2 separate regions of the Mus musculus genome follow, and region 1 is linked to region 2. A link is a contact called in public promoter capture Hi-C data. All regions are on one chromosome and are shown on one strand. The core of a region is the stretch at or near the end of the contact, and the rest is flanking DNA. Distances in the headings are between cores, read along the strand shown. Region 1 overlaps Stimate (STIM activating enhancer). Region 2 overlaps Tkt (transketolase).

Region 1 (4,557 bases), core at 33-2,532, 310 kb after region 2:
CAACATTTTTATTTTAGTATAAAACAACAACAGGCCGTGGAAGCTGCACTGTACAAACTGAGAAAGAAGAGGAAACTGATGTCTGTCTTCTCCGTTACTCACAGCCTCCGTTCTAGGCAATGGAGTGAGTGCACACTGAGCAAGTGAATGTCCTCACAACAGTGAACAAATGGTGTCCTTTGTCTGCTCTTTCCCAGATACCCCAGTCCTTCTCAGACACTTCCCAGTGGTACTTCCTAGATGGGGATCACTGTTCTTGCCTGGGAGTTGAGCAAGCAGTTTCCTCTCCTGTTCTCAGTAAGATCAGGTGGTTTACCAAAAGCATTGGGAAACTCCTGCTAGGCCTTGCCAGGAAGAGTGACTTCCAGGTGCTCCGCTGAGGCTTACATGCCCTGCCCTGGAGGTGGAGCAAAGGGTCAGGCCTTAGGTTAGGCACTCAGTGTGCTGCTGCATGCTTGCCGCCCTTCTCCTGCCATTGTCCAGAAGAGGAAGGGGCGTGTTCTGCTGGTGGTCCATTACAGCTGTGGAAAGGCATTCACCTGCCTCCACTGTGTTCGGCCTGCGGCCCCAGACAGGGATGCCGCCTACAGCATGGGTGCCTGGAGATGTCTCTCCGGACCAGGTCCTCTTCTCACGGCCTTCCTGAAATGTCACTTTGTTGCTGTTCTGGTCCGTGGAGTGCAGGTCACCCTGGCTGAGCTTTCAGGACAAGGCCCTGCCACCCTCTCCCACTCTGTGGAGGCCTGGCCTAAGATTCTGCGTGTCATTCGATCATTCTCTAGAGAGGCTGGTCCCACCCTTCAATGAGTCTGTTTCTGACGTACCCTAGAGGCACTGCAGGGTCCAGGTGGTCCCCATTTTGGACTGTTGGAGCCCTCCTGAGCACTTCTTAACCATACCCACTGACAGCCTGTGCTGTAGCCGCTGGCCTCAGGCCGTATCTGCCACATCCTGTCTTAAAGGCTTCGATCTCTTTCTCCTAGCCAAGGTGTTACATGGCCCCCCAAAATGAATTAGGTTGCTCCCAAATTTGTGTTTGGTTAATTCTATGAAAAAGCCCTGGGAACCATTAACTTGTGGTTCTTTTGCGTGAGTTTGTGGACTCTGAGGCTCTCTGGATCAGTCTGATGTACCCAGGGCTAAGAACCGCAGGGAGATTGGGGGATGGGGCGGCCGGAAGGAGGAAATGGACAAAGAAGTTGATTACTGCAGTTATAGGCACAGCGTCGGAGAAAAGGGGGTTAGCAGCAGTCGCTGGAAAAATCAACTGCAGATAAAATAGCACTCTTGCTTAACCCAGCTGCTGCTGCCAGTGGACAGAGCCAGCAGTGAGCGCTAAGTTTAGTTCCCCTTAACTCTATCCTAGAATTTTTTTTTTCCTAAGAAAAACATTCTGGTATGTCCAAATTAGGAATTCTGGCTTTATTCAGAGGGCTGCCTCTTTTAGAAATGAGGTGATTTGTAGAGCTTTAGAGACTCATAAAGTACCTTAGAGCCAGGGTTCTGGGATCCAGCTAGGGGCATGAGGGCTCGTAATGAGCTGCAAAGGGCTTGGGTGGTGGTGTTGTACTACTCAGATCCTGGTGTGTGTGGCTAAGCACCTGCCTGTCCCTGCAGGAGACCCTCTGCAGTGCGGGGCCTGGGTAGGACAGTGCGCCCTCTACATCGTGATCATGATCTTTGAAAAGTCCGTGGTCTTCATCGTCCTCCTCATACTCCAGTGGAAAAAGGTTTGCCTCCATCCCTGCTCCTGCGCTCTGTGCTAAGCCGAGTTAAACGACAGCCCCGTCATCCCCAGCCCTGGCATCCGCCCGGCCTGCTGGTTTCTGTTTTAGCTCCATGCGTGAGTCCTGGGTCTGGTCCGACGTAGCAGCTGATTATAAGAGCGTTAGTTTGTCATTCTTGTCCTTGGTGTTCGTGCACTTGGTGTAAACACACATCTTCTCTAGATGAAACCTGGGGATGTGTAAGCCTAATGGAGATCCAGCCCCCTCTGCTGTGTTGCTTGGTCTGCTCAGTCTGCAGACTTGGTAACTGTGAATGTGTCTCACTGGTAAATGTCCTTCACACTCGTGTCTGCTAGTTCAGCTGAAGCCACAAGCAGTTTCTGAGGTCTTTACTCTCCTACATGCTAATACCTGGGTAAGCCCATGGCCCTCGGGTCCACAGGGGAAGCTGCCCCAGAGCCAGTGGCCCAGAGCAGCTCTGACCCGTCCTTACCAACAGTCAGATCTAGGGTCTGTGCAGCCATGGGTGTGAGGGGCTGTTCCAGTGGCTCTTGGGAAGTGTCTGAGTCTCCTGTGTGCTGCCCCTGTGGTCTCCTCACTGTGTCTGTTTCTCTCTGCAGGTGGCCCTATTGAATCCAATTGAAAACCCCGACCTGAAGCTGGCCATCGTCATGCTGATAGTCCCCTTCTTTGTCAATGTCAGTGCCTTGTTGAGTGTCTTATCCTAGCTTGTACCCTGCCACTAAGGTTTCCTGTTCAACACTCTGAGTGTGACACAAAAGTCACCTTTACAGCCTCAGACAATCCTTTCTATCTGTGTAGCTAGTCCGTCCCCTAACCAGTATTGAACTTGGTAGGAGTCCTTCCTCAGAAATCAGGTATCCATTCTAGGGCCCCTATTTCAGGCAGAGGATCCTAGGAACTATGACTTGCCTTCCCTGATAGGCCACTTTGCTGAGAGATCCCAGCCTGTGGGTGAAGTGTGTGACTTCTAGAACAGGGTCAAAGCGTTCTCCAGGTATTTGCTATTGAGTATAGACCTCAGAGAAGCTCTTGAGCATAGTGGCCTCATGTGGAGAACCAGTGATGTAGAGCGCTAAAGGAATCGGGGGCTCCCTGAAGCAGCAGTGTCGCCACCTGTGAAGGACCCATGAGGCTCAAAACGGGCAGAGACTGGGGTTCTTGGCCCGAAACAGGCTGCCTGGTTTGTTTGTTTGTTGGGTGTTTTGGGTTTTTTTTTTTTTGGTTTTTGGGGTTTTTTTGTTTGTTTTTTGGTTTTGGGTTTGGTTTGGTTTGGTTTGGATTTTGGAGTCAGGGTCTCTCTACACAGCCCTGGCTGTCCTTGAACTCACTAGAGTAGACTATGCTGCCCTCAAACACAAATGAGTCTGTCTCTGCCTCCACAGTGCTGTGATGCAGGGTGTGCGTGCGGCACCATGCCTGCCTCTGGGCTGCCTGTCATTTAACCCAACAATAAACCCATAATTGACCACAGCAAGAATTACCCTGCTGTCCTCTGATCATAAAAGTACAGCAAGTGAAAGAGAGCCGCTGTTTCTCTTGGATGTTCTGGGAGACGTCAGGGCTGAGTGCGGCTTCTCTTTTGTCTGTGGAAGGGGTGGGTATGCAGCCTTCTGCTTGCTTTGTTCTGATTTATCCAGAGCGACCTACACCTTTCTCTTCCCACAGGCTTTCATGTTCTGGGTAGTGGACAATTTCCTCATGAGAAAGGGGAAGACGAAAGCTAAACTAGAAGAAAGAGGAGCCAACCAGGACTCAAGGAATGGGAGCAAGGTTCGCTACCGAAGGGCAGCATCCCATGAGGAGTCTGAGTCTGAGGTATGAGCCTGACTCTCCCCAAGGGCGTGGCCATTATACCTTGGGCTCTGGGGGTCTCTGCTCTTAAGTTTGTACCTGAATTCGCAGTGCCAGTCAGAGGGAAGGAAGAAGCTGAGCTAAAGAATAGCTCAGGTCGCTCAGAGCCTCATTAGCGTGAGCCCAACATCTGCTGTTACATGTGCTGTCTCAAGCCAAAAGGACGTAGTATGTAGATTTGCTATAGACCATTGCTGCGGCAGCGGTGGAGACAGCTAGGTAAGGTGAAATCTGCCTTACTCCAGGGGAGCGTTAAAGTACTTGGAGCCCTGTTCTTCATGAACAAGCAAGGGAAAAACTTATAAAATATAGGACTAGCTAAACCTCGCAGAGGTAACCTCGTCTCCCTCTCCCCGCTGGTGCCTGACATAAGGAAGGTGCATGAGGACAGATAGCACAGGGCTGGGAGTGTGTCCCTTGGGCAGCAGCATCCGTGACCTGGGCCTCAGTGTCTGCGGAAACTCCATAGTGCCAAGTGCTGGGCTGCCAGTGGGAGCTAGAGATGTGGCTGAGATTAGCCAGGCTTGTGGCACATGCACATGGCTTTACTCCTGCACTTGGAAAGTAAAGGCACTTAGATCTCTGTGAGTTCGGAGTCAACCTAGTCTACATAGCAAAGTCCAGGCCAGAAAGGGCTATATAGTGAGACCTTGTCTCCCCCAGCCACCCCCAGAGTGACTGAGATGGCTGCCACCCTGAGACTTGAGGATGAGGAAAAGCAAACGCACAGTTGGTTTACCACCATGTGTGCAGTACGTCTGACTGAGCATGCGCACCAGCCCTGGGGAACCCTGGGCAGGCTGGAGGAGTTTTAAATGATGAATAGATTAGAAAGCAAGCCCCAATTTTCTCCAAGTTTGTATCTGGTTATAGGGCTGTATTACATCCTAATAATTGGCCAACATTTGGCAAATGACAAAAAGCCATAAAGCAGAAACTACGCTTATAGGCATTC
Region 2 (4,620 bases), core at 531-3,030:
AGATACACCAGAAGAGGGAGTCAGATCTCGTTATGGATGGTTGTGAGCCACCATGTGGTTGCTGGGATTTGAACTCTGGACCTTCGGAAGAGCAGTCGGGTGCTCTAACCCACTGAGCCATCTCACCAGCCCATTTTTTTTTATTTTTTTTGATTTTTCGAGACAGGGTTTCTCTGTATAGCCCTGGCTGTCCTGGAACTCACTTTGTAGACCAGGCTGGCCTCGAACTCAGAGATCCACCTGCCTCTGCCTCCCGAGTGCTGGGATTAAAGGCGTGCGCCACCACGCCCGGCTCTCACATCTTGCTTTTTAACACAGTCTCCCTCCCCTCCCCGGCCCCATTTGCGCATAGCATCCATGGCGAGGTGTGGAAGCCAGAGGTTTACTGGAGAATAATAAGGCATCAGGTGCCATTACCTGCTGAGCCCTAAAACATCTAAACAGTCTTTCATGGGCATTTTCTCAGTGTTTAATGAGCAAAGGAAGTTTTTTGTTTTTTGTTTTTTGTTTTCCTTTGGTTTTTCGAGACAGGGTTTCTCTGTATAGCCCTGGCTGTCCTGGAATTCACTTTGTAGACCAGGCTGCCCTCGAACTCAGAAATCTGGCTGCCTCTGCCTCCCGAGTGCTGGGATTACAGGCGTGCGCCACCATGCCCAGTGAGCCAGGGCTGTTTTAGTGGCTGTATAATGTCCTGTAGACATACTATATTTCGTTTAGCCGTGCCTTCTATGCGAAGTGGTTTCCAGATAGCTCTACTGTGTGAACACTGGCTTTATCTTTATCCGAGCTCATGAATTCATCTTTGCAGCTCCTGACCCTTATTTATTTTTTAGTTTCTCCTCTAATCTAGTAGAGCTTTTATTTCTGCTATCTAAAGAGTAGAGTAGATGGAATTTATCACAATTAACATTAAGCCTGCCTGCTGCCTTTAATCCCTCCATTCAGGCTGCAGAGCAGAGTCAAGGCTACATAGTGAGACTCTGTCTTCACAACAAAAAAAGGAATCACACACATTAGGCAGGCACCTCAACCTGAAACTGTTGTTGGTTTTGGACTGGCCTAAGTTTTTAAGCACATCTTATATCTTTGATTTTTTGGGGGAGGGGGCGCAGGGAAGCTAAGGCCTTGATTATAGTAAGCTAGCAACTCTTCTACTGACTTGTTCCCCAAGCCCCAACATCTTTGAATTTTTTGAACCCTGAGCAAGTCTAGTATTAAGAATTCTGTCATTGGCTGGGTATCTCTAGAGAGCGATACTGATACCTGTATTCAAATGGACAGGACAGGCATCTCCAGCTAGGGTTTCTCTAGACCCCCACATCTATTCAGACTAGCATCTCAGGACCTTAGGGTCCCCCCCTCACGTTAGTCTTCTGACCCTCTGGGGCCAGCCTTGTCCCTAATCTTGACATACAAGACTATGCTGTAACCCCGCTTGGTGCCTGTCTGACTTTCCGGATATGTGTTGAGCATGTGACACAACCATTCATATATCCCCCCCCCCCCAAGAAGCTCTTTGTGGAGGTCAGGATCCCTACATGGCTGCCTCTTTGGCTTCTATCATGGGGAGCTGCTGTGTCAGGCCAGAGCTCCCTTGGGGTTTTGGGGCCCCTGGTAACCTGCAGGGAGAGAAAAGGCAACTTGGGAAAACCAAGTTATAGTCCCTCCTAGCCAGGGTAACCAGTGATCCCATCTAACAAACACCTTACAAGAGAAGCCCCAAGCAGGAAGCATGAAGGGAGTTCTGGCTGCGGAAGTGCTGAGTCATGCTGACAGCTCTGACTGCCTGGCCCTGGGCCTGCAGTCACTTTGAGGGCCTTTCTCAGGAACAGCTAGGGAGTATCTATGTCCTCTGTGAGCCTGGCCAGCCGGAGCCACATGGTTGGACACCAGGCAAGATGTAGGGGTACCCCACCCCCATCCTATCACCCCTCCTGCATGTATTTTAATATAGCAAGGAGATGCCAGTCCAGGATGCAGTAACCTTCAGACAAGTCCTTTGACTGTGGAATGTTTTCTTGGTCTCTGGATTTGGAGAATTCATCTCAAGAATGTCACTGAGTTCAGGGCCCTGCACCAGCTATGGCGCTGCTACCTCACCTCCAGACCCTCACCTCTTCTGGGACTCTCAGAACCAGTCCCCTGGCTCTAGCCCCACCCTTCCATGACAAAACTTGTGTTCTCTGAGTGCCGTGTCCTGATTTCATGCTCGTACCTCGCCGCTATGCTTTGAGAAGACCACACTTGCCTGTATTGAGAGGAAGCCCCACGGGAGAAAGGCCTAGGACAAAGTCCTGGGCTTCAAAGGAGCCTGCCTCTGAGACACCTAGTTCCTATGCCAAGCAATTGTGCCTGTTCTTCCCCTAGGTGGACTGAGCCTGGCTCCCAAGTTCCCCTCCTGCTAGAGGACTTGCCTCTCAAGTCCTTCCGACCATGTCTCCTTAGTTTCCTCTTGTCCCCGTCATCTCTTGTGGGCCAGCCATTAGGATCCTAGTGATACTGATGACCCTTCCAGATCCCTGTTGCCCGCTCTCCATAGGCTGCCTGATAGGTTTTCTGGGAAGGGTGGTATTGAGAGCTTCACACTCCCAGGGGAGAGGGACCAGCCCTACAACCTGCCTTTTGTTCACAGCTACCGAGTCTATTGCATGCTGGGAGACGGGGAGGTCTCCGAGGGCTCCGTCTGGGAGGCCATGGCCTTTGCTGGAATTTACAAGCTGGACAACCTCGTTGCCATTTTTGACATCAACCGCCTGGGCCAGAGCGACCCAGCCCCGCTGCAGCACCAGGTGGACATCTACCAGAAGCGCTGTGAGGCCTTTGGGTACGTACGGATGGCCTGAGAGGGGCTCCTTTAAAGCAAGGGCTCTTTTACATGGTTGTACAGCCTACCACCTAGACACAGTTGTATACAGGCTCCGTAAGTTGACCGTGAGGATGGGACAGGAAACCCATGTGTTTGGGGACCCAAGCCAGCCTGGGGGTTAGGGACAGGCTTCCTCCCCTAGAGACCTGATGTCAGGGCTTTCCTACCTGAGATTTCATTGCAGTGAATTCCAAACCAAGTGCTGCAAAGCAGGGAAGCATGCGCCAGCCTGAAGGCTCCTCACCTCAGCATGGCTCCTCAGCCCCAAAGACGAGATACTCTGGATGGAGCTGGTGGCTCTGAGGGGCCACACTGCCTGAGGGGGATTTAAAGGACAGGGTTTGAGGACTTGGGTGAGCATCATGGCTGCCCTTTGTAATGAATCTTGTTGTGACTGTTGGGGGGTACAGCCATCAAGGTATCTTGACCTTACGAAGGGAAGAGGTGGGGGTTAGGAATATTCTTTCGGTTGTGTAGATAAGGAAATGACTACAACAAGCCTGCAGGGTCTTTTCAAGATCATATGTGGCTGGAAACTTGAGTATAATCCTCTAGGGCCTATGTAAACTTGACCCATGACCTTGGACAAATTATAGTTTCTGTGTGTGTTTCTGAGGATGGGACTGGGGCCTCATGTGTTTGGCAAGTGCTACTACCACTGAGCTACATACATACAATCTTCATTAATATGCCCAAAGGTGATGGCGAGGGCCTAGCTCAATGGTAAAGTTCTTTCCTAGCATGTCCAAGTCCTTGGCTTCGCTCCCCAGCTAGGTGCACAGAGTTGTCCCAGTTCCTTGACATGTGGTGGATAACGTGATTGAGTGTAGAAGAGTTGGCAGCATCTGCGGAGGTCAGGTGTGTCCTCCAAATAAACACTGAGCCAAGCGTTTTGTGAATCTAATAACAAGTGGCTTCCAAACTCAGTGCATTGCCTGCAATATGGCTTAGGAGGAAATGAGTGGATCAGGAGAAAAAAGGCAGCGCATAAGCTAAGCTTTGGGTTGTTTGGAAAGAGGGAAATTAAAACTCAGCAAAGGAAGCAGAGTGTAGATTGGAAACAGTAGTGACTTAGACTTAGCAGCTGGAGTTTGGCAGTGAAATGGTATGCATGTGGTATGGTATGGAGCTCCCAGATGCCGGGCCACATCTTTCCTGGGGGCTTTCCAGGGTTCTCTGGCACCTGGCTGCCCCTTACCCTGTGCTGCCTCTGTCCCCAGCTGGCACACCATCATCGTGGACGGACACAGCGTGGAGGAGCTGTGCAAGGCCTTTGGTCAGGCCAAGCACCAACCAACAGCCATCATTGCCAAGACCTTCAAGGGCCGAGGGATCACAGGTCTGTATGTGAGCTTCCCCAGCCCCACAGCCACCACCCTTGAGCTGGAAAAATGCCTGCTCTTGGCTGCTCCTTAAAGTGACAGGTCTCAACTGAGCCAAATGGACGGACAGAAGTTTCCTGAAGGAAAAACCCCTGTACCCTACCTTAGTGTAGGGTGTCACTTAATGGACTGTCCCTGCCTGCTCTGGCCATCTGCCCTGGGCTGCAGTATAGCATAGCACTGTACAGCCCAGGAGCTCCTGGAAAGACCTGAATTCTCACCAAGGAGGCAGTGCAATGGAGTAGCGTGTGGCAGAGGCCTTCGACAGTCCCTAGATGAGGGTTTCCTGCTTGGGGGTGAAGCAGGCATAGTCCCTATGCAACACCAGGGGTGAATGCCGGATCCCAAGGCCTCCTCATTTAACCCTTGCCT

What was found. Capture Hi-C pulls out chosen DNA fragments and counts their contacts.
Region 1: a promoter capture Hi-C map of liver shows a contact between it and region 2. The contact joins two enhancer-like sites. A contact is called at or near these places in 11 of 39 promoter capture datasets (the 3T3-L1 cell line, 3T3-L1-derived adipocytes, the C10 cell line and 5 more), 1 of 15 datasets of contacts at CTCF or cohesin (large pre-B cells), 5 of 484 Hi-C or Micro-C datasets (B cells, the HPC-7 cell line, embryonic fibroblasts and 1 more), 2 of 115 datasets of contacts at active chromatin or transcription factors (embryonic stem cells and extraembryonic endoderm stem cells) and 3 of 9 other capture datasets (adipose tissue, liver and pancreatic islet).

Annotation. Positions count from the first base shown.
Region 1 is chr14:30,869,134-30,873,690 of GRCm38.p6, forward strand. Stimate (STIM activating enhancer) reads left to right here. Exons shown (of 8, transcript NM_028839.4): 5 at 1,618-1,730; 6 at 2,348-2,425; 7 at 3,417-3,566. Among named protein-coding and RNA genes, the nearest start is that of Mustn1, 7.8 kb to the right of the region's middle. Within about 2 kb of position 1,283, at least 67 of the 459 cell types and tissues checked have an H3K27ac peak or open chromatin away from gene starts, as enhancers often do. A contact at or near this core is called in adipose tissue, embryonic stem cells and liver, where this site is marked.
Region 2 is chr14:30,562,856-30,567,475 of GRCm38.p6, forward strand. Tkt (transketolase) reads left to right here. Exons shown (of 14, transcript NM_009388.6): 5 at 2,633-2,824; 6 at 4,087-4,205. Among named protein-coding and RNA genes, the nearest start is that of Mir3076, 7.0 kb to the right of the region's middle. Within about 2 kb of position 1,781, at least 130 of the 459 cell types and tissues checked have an H3K27ac peak or open chromatin away from gene starts, as enhancers often do. A contact at or near this core is called in adipose tissue, embryonic stem cells and liver, where this site is marked.